2 separate regions of the Sus scrofa genome follow, and region 2 is linked to region 1. A link is a contact called in public Hi-C data. All regions are on one chromosome and are shown on one strand. The core of a region is the stretch at or near the end of the contact, and the rest is flanking DNA. Distances in the headings are between cores, read along the strand shown.

Evidence for each region. A called contact is a pair of places that touch in the nucleus more often than the background predicts.
Region 2: a contact with region 1 is called in a Hi-C map of liver, with 4 times the contacts expected there. A contact is called at or near these places in 3 of 47 Hi-C or Micro-C datasets (embryonic fibroblasts, liver and mesenchymal stem cells).

What each region holds. Positions count from the first base shown.
Region 1 is chr5:80,186,537-80,191,393 of Sscrofa11.1, reverse strand. It overlaps TXNRD1 (thioredoxin reductase 1), which reads left to right. Exons shown (of 13, transcript NM_214154.3): 10 at 4,336-4,443. Among named protein-coding and RNA genes, the nearest start is that of TXNRD1, 25 kb to the left of the region's middle.
Region 2 is chr5:80,385,013-80,390,161 of Sscrofa11.1, reverse strand. HCFC2 (host cell factor 2) reads left to right here. Exons shown (of 15, transcript XM_003126644.5): 9 at 332-384. Among named protein-coding and RNA genes, the nearest start is that of HCFC2, 22 kb to the left of the region's middle.

The DNA.
Region 1 (4,857 bases), core at 1,319-3,818:
GCACACATCTCATTCCACCTTTGGGCAGCTGTAGAGATTGATGACATGTTATTGGAAATTGGGTAACTGGAGGCAGCCAAGGCATAAATCCAGTCCACATCTGATTGCAGGTACTGCTGCCTTAATCATGAGAGTGTATTACCTAAGAGATAAGGAAGACTTGGGAAGTGTGGGTCGTAAAAGAAGAGGTAACGAGAATAGAATAGATGTCTCAAGACTTTCAAGAATCTATCACCAACTCAGAGGGGCAAGCACCTCTGTAACTTAGGATTTTACTAAATAAAATGAAGTGGAAATGTATTGGAGACATTTAAATCAGTCTTTTTAACAGTAATGATTAAAGTCATTTCCAAAGCTGCTAGAAATATTTGCCACTAAGTATTCCATTGTTTGGAGAACATAACTGAAGGAATGAAAAAAAAAAATGTTTTCATCATTTTAAAACAGAAAACAGACCATGAAGCTGTATCAGCCTGTAGATGATGGGCATTCCACACTAAGCTCTTTAAAAAGCCATGTGACAGGGCCCACACACCAGCTTTAAAGCACGGTGTGATGGGCACTCCAGCCGTCACCTCCAAGGACCAGCAGTCAGCTCTTGGATCTTTTGAGAATTGCTCTCAAACATTTGAAACACTTTTATTTTCACAAATAACAGATGTTAGCATCTTTATTCTTACTTAAAGTAATGCTTTGTAAGTTAACTCCATTTTTTTTACAGTAAGTATAAAAGTATTTTATGTGGAAACTATAAGAAGCCACAGTACGCACGTATCTGCAACTTGAAAATGAATTATATTCTAAAAGATTAAGTTGATTGTTGTGAAAACTGCAGTGTTCTATCCAAATAAAAATATTAAAAACAAGGATTACACTTCTCAGGCTAGGCCACAGTAATCCTTTGAAGCCAATTTGAAACTGAGTTTTGGGACCAAGAAGAAAAAATGTCTTTTATGTGGATCCTGATTTCCATCTGATGCACCATTTTCTGCCAAAAGAACTTCCTTTAACAGTTGGATAATGCCTGTCTGCTCAAGATAGATTCTTTGGCCTTTTTTGGGGGGGAGATGTGTGGGCACAGCTGCAGCATATGAAAGTTCCCAGGCTAGGGGTCAGATCAGAGCTATAGCTTCTGGCCTACGCCATGACCATGGCAGATCTGAGCTGCATCTGCAACCTACACCACAGCTCGCAGCAGTGCCAGAGCCTTAACCCACCGAGCAAGGCCAGGGATCAAACCCAAATCCCTGCATCCTCATAGATACCAGTTGGATTTGTAACCTGCTGGGCAACATTGGCAACGCCAGCTTTTTTTTTTTTAACTTTATTTGCCTTCACTTTTTGGAAGATATTTCTCTGAATATAGAGTTCTAGATTTACTGTATTTATTTACATATTTTAATTATTTGCCCATTGTCTTCTGGTTACATAGCTTCTAAAGAGAATACACCATCATTTTTATCTCTGTTCCCCTTAAGACTTTATTTTTCTCAGTTTTTTAAGCAGCTTGATTATTGCATGCCTTGGCGTGCTTTTCTTTATTTTATGTTTTGCTTTTTAGGGCTGCATCTGCGGCATATGGAGATTCCCAGGCTAGGGGGTCTAATCAGAGTTACAGCTGCCAGCCTATGCCACAGCCACAGCAATGCCAGATCCGAGCCTCTTCTGTGACCTACACCACAGCTCACGGCAACTCTGGATCCTTAACCCACTGAGCGAGGCCAGGGATCAAACCCAAAACTTCATAGTTCCTAGTTGGATTTGTTTCCACTGCGCCTCAACAGGAACTCCCTTTGTAATTATTCTGCTTGTGGTGTGTCGAGATTTGGGGATTATCTGTTTATAGTTTCATCAAATTTGGAAATTTTTTTAGCCATTCCAATTTTTCTGTTTTCCCCCTCAGCCTCCAGTGAGTGAATTTGTTGGTTCACTTGATGTTTATCCCATGGATCTCTGATGCTCTGTTCATGTTTTCCCTCCCTGTTCCGGTCTTTCATTTTCTTAAAGAGCCTGTTCTGATGTTTTCAAGTCCACTGATCTTTTCTTGTGCCCTGTAAACCCTTCCCCCCCACCCCCCTTTTTTTTGGCTGTCCCAGGGCGTTTGGAGTTCCAGGGCCAGAGGTCAAACCCATGCCCAAGCTGCTCTAGTGACAGCACCAAATCCTTAACCCGCTGTGCCACAAGAGACCTTTTATGAGTTTATTTATTTAAAACATATTTTCCTTTTCTCTCCTAAGCAGGTCCATGCTTTTCTCTACCATCCTGATTCTGTAGAACATATTTACAATAGCTCTTTTGCTCTCCTCTGGTAATCCCATCATCACTTTTGTAGTGTCTGTCTCTATGGATTTTTCCCCTTGGTATTGATTCATGTTTTCTTGTACTTTTGCATGCCTTGTAATTTTGGATGCAAGCTTTGCATTTTACACACTGTTGGGTGCTGAGTTTTATTGTGCTGAATTTCTTTAAACATTGTTGGACTTTGTTCTGGCAGTCTGTTAAGTTCCGTGGGATTGATTTTTATCCCTGGTGTAGCTTGCTTTTAAGCTTTTTTAGGGTGCGTCAACAGCAACCTTTCATCTAGGCCTAATTTAGTTCCACTACTAAATTGATACCCTTCCGAGGACTCTGCCCCCCTCCTCTTACTGTGAACTCTTTCTCAATTCTGGCTTGTGGGAACAGGAACTTTTTCTTTCTTTCTTTCTTTCTTCTTTTTTTTTTTTTTTTTTTTTTTTTTTTTTTTTTTTTGTCTTTTTGCCTTTTCTAGGGCCACTTCCGGCAGTGTATGGAGGTTCCCAGGCTAGGGGTCCAGTCAGAGCTGTAGCCGCCGGCCTACGCCAGACCCACAGGAACGCAGGATCCGAGCTGTCTGCAACCTACACCACAGCTCACAGCAACACCGGATCCTTAACCCACTGAGCAAGGGCAGGGATCGAACCTGCAACCTCATGGTTCCTAGTCGGATTCGTTAACCACTGTGCCACGACGGGAACTCCAGGAGCTATTTCTAGAGCTGTAAGAGCTCTGGTCGCACTGCTTTCCAGTGGTTCTTTGCTCACCCTTGAGTACCGTCCTCTGACATTGATTGACAGAATGATAGCCCGCCCACATCTCAGGAGTTTTTTGTGCAGCTCCACCCACTTGTGTTTCGACCCTCCAGCCTCTGGCCCCCTTGGCTTCTCTGAACTGGGATCTCGGTCTCCATGTCTCAGCAAGTCAACTGCCCTCTGTTGGCTCCCCTTGCACCGAGCCCTAGAAGCTGCTCTTGGCAATAAATTTGCACAGTCTCGGGGCTCGCCTCATTGTCCTTCACTGCCTTCTGGCCAGTGTCTGGAGAGTGTTTGTCTGGTGTTTTGGTTGTTTCAAGCAAGAGGTAAACTTGGCCCATTATGGCTATAAACGGTAGTCTGCCTTTACTTTTGAATCGGCATTCCCAGGGTTTGTGAAAAGACTACATATACTATTTGTAGAGGAAGGCTCACTTTAAAGATTTCACCTTCCCATTTTCGAGAGCAAGAGTCGAATCCCTCATATCTTAAGTGCAGAATGGCTTACCTCTGTGTCCACATGTGACTGGATAGGTTTTTGCCAAATAGCATTTACAAACATACTTGGTATTTGCATAATTACATTTTTTTTTACAATTCACAGCAGCATATTTAAGGCTCTGAGAAATCTGATAGTTGAGAAACCTGTTTATTTGCCTCATACAGCATTTTACAAACTTGTTTGACCTCAGAACTCTTTTGTCATCTATGCCTATTAACAAAAAATATGCTTTGGAAATACCGTCATTAACTTTTTTATTTCTGTAGTCTTCATTACCATTTTAATGGCTGCGTAAGATTGCATTGAGAGTACACAGAGAACCACTTCCTTATTTGCATTATAAAGCCACTCCTGTATTGTCACTGTTGATGAGAACTGCAGCATTGCCCAATGAATGTGTGTAGCTTTTTCTACATACTAAATTACTATTGTAGATTTCTAAAAGTGGGGTTATTGGGCCAAGAGGTTTTTATGGCTCTTAGTACGTATTAGCTAGTTGAATTTCCAGAGGAGACTTTGAGCAGTGGGTGCACTGGTATTGGTTTCCACTGCTTGATTAAGAGGGAGAAAGTATGTCCTTGTTGGCATCAGTTGGTGGAGAGGCCCCTTGGATCACTGACTCGTAACGAGTCTTGACAGACTTGGCTGAACTGTTACCACATCAGTTAATGGTTCTCAGTATAATAGGTTTTTATGAGTCTACTTGGCTAATTCTGCACCTTTTTGAAGTACATACCTTTTTAAGTTATAATTTCTAATATCATAACTCTCCTCCCTTTGAAACAGTGTGACTATGAAAACGTTCCAACGACCGTTTTTACTCCTTTGGAATATGGTGCTTGTGGTCTTTCCGAAGAGAAGGCTGTGGAGAAATTTGGGGAAGAAAATATTGAGGTAAGTTCTACTCTTTACACTTCCTCCCTCCCCAGATTTAAAGTAATTTTGACCATACAGAGAAGTTGAAAAAACAGCACAAAGAACTTGGATATACCCATTTTCCAGAGTCATGTATTATTAACATTTGGCCCATTTGTTTTATATTTTATGTATTCTCTTTCGCAGTCTCTGTGCATCTGTATTTCTTTCTCCTAAGCCATTTGAGAGTGGGTTGAATGTCCCTTTACTCTTACATACATCCGTGTGCATTTCCCAGGAAATGCTTTTGGAGTGCCAGTTGTGGCACAACAGGATCAGCAGCGTCTCTGGAGCGCTGGGATGCAGCTTCAATACCCTGCCTGGCACAGTGGATTAAGAATCCGGTGTTGCTGCAGCTGCGGAATAGGTCACAACTGCGGCTCAGATCTGATC
Region 2 (5,149 bases), core at 2,417-4,916, 200 kb before region 1:
AATGTTTTTTCTGTGGTTCATTTTTATGTACCTTATTAGTTTGACATTCTACTTGACTTCAGGAGATGATTTTAATTAGCTTTCAAAAATACTTCAGCATTTTTCCAAAAATATTTTTTAACAGGAGCTTGGAAAGTAAGAGCAAATTTTAATTTTATGTGTTCTTCCAAAAAGGGTTACAGTCAGTTATTAAGCAGATTATTTAAGAAAATGGATAAACTTTAATAAATATATTAATTTTAATAATGTGACTTTTAAAAATATTTGATCGTAGTATATTTTCTTGAAGCTAATTTAGAGTATATGAATCTGAACTTTCCCATTCCTACAGGAGTCAGGATGGACCCTCACAGACAAGGCAGTAACAGCATCATTCCTAACAGTGTAAGTTAAAAAAATGTATGGTGGTAAATGAATGTTTATGGTTACAGTCCCAATTTTTATTAATATTTTTAACATATTACCCTAGGATAGGGGTTCTCAAGCCTGGTTGCATGTCAGAATCACCTCAGAGATTAAAAAACAAACAAACAAGCAAACAAAGATTTCCAAGCCTTTTCTCAAATCTAGTGAAGCAGAATCTTTAAGATGATGCCCAGCTAACTCTGTTTTTATGGGAAGCCCCATAGATCATTATAGCAGTAGCCTAGATTAAGAACCCCTTGCCGAGAGAGTGAAGTCTCATTCCACTTAGTATCAGAGGCTAATGCACACACAAACACACACAGTATATATATTTTAAAACACACACACACATACACACACAAATTGAGATGGTACTACAAGATTTATAATGAAGAACATTAGTTTCCTCCTCTGTACCTGCCTGCTCCTGATTCCTCCTTCTTAGAAACAACTACTTTCAAATATTTTAACTTTATTCTGGTATCTGACTTTGTGCTTTTACTTTTTGGGGAGGGAGGGGGCCTAAGCATGGCATGTGGAAGATCCCAGGGCTGGAATTGAACTGATGCTGCAGTTCTGGCAATACCAGATCCTTTACCTGCTGCACCACATGGAAATTTACTACCTCTGTCCTTTAAAGTAAAATCCTTATGCTTCCAAGTCTTAACTTTCTAGTTTTGGATCCTTTATCTTCAGTAGTGGAAGATGAAGATTTGATGATCTCTTAAAATATTACCATTTCTTCCCCTTCCCTTTCCCACATCCTTTGAATATTTTTTCTTGAATCATTATTTGATGTTCACTTTGTGATGACGACATATTCACAGCTGAGCCGTGTAGTGTGCTGCGGGCACTATAATTTTTTTGTTTTTCCTGGCATTGTTAACTGCCTCACTTTTTCATTTGCTTAGTTTTCTTCTTACCTATCATTAACCTATCATTAATTAGTACTCATGTTCTTCAGTAAAATAATAAAACTCCACTCAAAATATTCAAACACATAAGGTAGTTTTCTTTTTCTTTCTTCATGCCACTGCCTCGAACCATCCCTCCTGAGGCCTCTGTCTTGATGCTCTAGTCAATACTAGTTCTTCCCTAGGCCTGCTACATAGCTGTCATCTTAGAACGTCCATTTGTTTCATATTGGCAGTTTCTTTTAGCTCTTTGTGTTAGAACTCATGTTTCTCGATACTTCATTCTCTTCCTTAATGTTCTCCAGTAGTTTCCTAAGAAAGCGTTTATGAAAGGTAAATATGAGATCTTGTATATCTGAAAATGCCTTTTCTCTGTTCACATTTGATTGGTAGTTTGGCTGGGTTATGGGATTCTATACTGGAAACATTTTCCTCAGAGATTTAAAGACATTTTCCTACTGTTGTTTAGCATTCAGTGTTTCTGTTGAGAAGTTTGATGCCACTTGGATTCCTGATCATTTACATGTGACCTAATTTTTTTGTTTTTATCCCCAATTTTCTGAACTTTCAATAATGATGTGCTTTAGAGTATGTGTCTGCTTCATTTACTGGGCTGTGCATTCAGTGGACTGTGTCATTCTGGAACTCAGGGCTTTCAGTACTGATTATTTCTTCCCTCTATATTCTCTTTCTCTTTTTTTTGGTAACTCCTGTTAATTGAATGATGGTCCTCTTGAACTAATCTTCTGATTTTACTTTTTATTTTCCATTTTCTTTCTGTTTATTCTGCTTTCTGAAAAGTTTCATTTATATTATAAATCTTCTATCCATTTTTTTTTTTTTTTTTAGAATGGCTGCACCCATGGCACATGGAAGCTCCCAGGCCAGGGATTGAATCCAAGCCAACTGCAACCTGTGCTGCAGCTGTGGCAACACCAGATCCTTTAACCCACTGCACTGGGCCAGGGATTGAACCCCTGCCTCTGCAACAACCTGAGCCATTGCAGTCAGATTCTTAGCCCAGTGTGCCACAGTGGTAACTCCCTCTTCTTTCTAAGTTTGAATTGTATTCAATCACATCTTTGATCTCTAAAAACCTGATTTTACTCTTTACTTCTTTTATAGCTTCTTACTCTTTTTTTTTTTTTCCTTTTTACAGCTACTCTGCAACAGGTTAAAGTTCCCAGACTAGGTGTTGACTTAAAGCTGCAGCTGCCAGCCTATGCCACAGCCACAACAACACCAGATCTGATCTCATGTACAACCTACGCTGCAGCTTGGGGCAACACTGGGTCCTTAACCCACTGAATGAGGCCAAGAATTGAATCTGAATCCTCACAGACACTACATTGGGATCTTAACCCACTGAGCCACAATGGGAACTCCAGCATCTCATTCTTGTTTCATAAATGTAGTATATTCCCTGATCTCTTCAAGAATTATACTTTTTTTTTTTTAATGGAGTCATAGTTTTCTCTCAGCAATATTTCTTTTTTTCAAGCTCCTTTAAAAAAATATGTTTTGGTCTTGGAGTTTCATGGTAGAGGGCATCATCAAACATCTGGTGATGCTTGACTGTCCTTTCGTGTTTAAAGTCAGGCATTAAAAGTGCTTAGAAAATGTCTCAGTCTGTTTGGCCTGCTATAACAAAGTACCATTGCCTGAATGACTATAAACAATAGAACTTTATTTCCTGCATTTCTGGAGGCTGGAAATGCCAGATCAGGGTGCCTGTATGGTCAAGTTCTGGTGAGGAGCCAGACTGCTGACTTCTCATTGTATTCTCACATGGTGAAAGGGACAGTGGATCTTTCTTGGGCAACTTTTAAAAGAGTACTAATCATAGTCCAAAGGCCCTACATCCTAATAGCACCACCTTGGGAGTTAGGTTTCAATTTATGAATCTGTGGAGACATAAACTTTCAGACCATAGCAGGTCTGTGCCTATGGGCTTGCTTGATTAGTAGACCGTAATGGGGGTTATTGGGTAGGACTCCACAAATATCCGTGTCTTTTCTCTTGGACCAATGGGTTTCCCTGGAGACTTCTCCAGCCTCTTTCCTAAGCTGGCTTTCAGTATTCTGGGAACTGAATGGGTTAGGGGGTGTCTTTGTTCAGCATGCAGACTTTCACTTAATCCCTGTTTTCAGTGTGTGTGCTTCTCTTCCATCCTCACCAGAGAGACACTGTACCATAGTCCAGAGCCTCCCACTTCAATCCTTTTCCTGCCTCCCTTCTTTGGTTAGAACAGAAGGGAGTAATCTGTCTGCCTTTGTATGCTGGGAGAGCAGAGCTGGGGCCACAACCACTTTTTATGTATCTTCCCACATGACAGGGCCTCTCCTGTTTACTTGCACTCTGCACTTCGGCCTCCAAAGATCCTGATATCTCCAATTCTCAAGCCTTTCTGGGCTGTTCAGCACAAGTGGTTTACAACCTCTTAGTGACTTTCCACTTGCAACCTCTTAGCTCTTTTTGCTTTTGTAAAGGTGTATCTCACTTTTGCCCTTCACTTTATTGTGCTTGCTGGATAAAATGACATGGAGACTTCCTAGTGAAATAAGTTTAGGGTCAAATTCTAGCTCTGCTAATTACTGGCTGTCTGACCCTTGGTTTATTATTTAAGATCTCTCAGTCTCATTTTTTCTGTTTATAAGCCATGGGTGATGTTATCTAATTTATACAGTTCTTCTGACAATTACATGAGATGGACTTTATAAATACGTGCCGCAATGCCTATGACATAGTATAATGCTCCCTAATGATTGTGGCTGCCATCATTATCATCATTTATTAACAGCACAATCACCGTCAGTTAAAAGGAAAATACATTGCATGATATGGACAAGTATCCTTAGAGCCATGAGAAATTACATGTAGTTATAATTGATATTAAAAGAGGAGACAGAAAATTAACAAATTCGCTAGCTATATTGGGGCATTCGAATGAAGGCAGATCACTTTTATGGTGCAGTAGACCTATAGATATTGCTACATAATAACCTGTGTTCACATTGATGCCTTAAATTATCAAAAGGTTTCAGTGTTTTTATTACAGTGTCTTTAAGAAGGCAAAGAGAATTTTTTTTTTTTTTTTGCTTTTTAGGGCCAAACCTATAGCATATAGAAGTTCTCAGGCTACGGGTCCAATTGGATCTGTAGCTACTGGTCTATGCCACAGCCACAGCAATGCCAAATCCAAGCCTGGTCTGCAACCTATACCATAGCTCATGGCATCACTGGATCCTTAACCCACTGAACAAGGCCAGGGATTGAACCCGCATCCTCATGGATACTAGTCAGGTTCATAACCTGCTGAGCCACAGTAGGAACTTCTTAGAGAAATTTAATTAGGATTCCTATCTACGCAGTTTCCATCATGGCTTGGTGGAAATGAATCCAACTAGGAACCATGAGGTTGCGGGTTCAATCCCTGGCCTCTCCCAGTGGGTTAAGGATCCAGCGTTGCCATTAGCTCTGGTGTAGATCACAGATGCAGCTTGGATCTGGCATTGCCGTGGCTGTGGTGTAGGCCAGCAGCTGTGGCTCTGATTAGACCTGTAGCCTGGGAACCTCCATATGCGATGGGTGTGGACCCAAAAAAAAGCAAAAAAAAAAAAAGGATTCCTATCTAAAATGTAACAGTAAAGAATATTTATATGTATATGTTTTAAATCTCAATGTTTGTATGGAAGACTCAGTCATACAGAATAATTCATATGCTTGAAGGTTTCATATAACTGAGATTTTTCTTTTAGTAGTTATAAGATCTTTAGTATACGTGTCTGATCTTGCTAAGAAAATTTTATCAGAATGTTAAACTCTGTAGC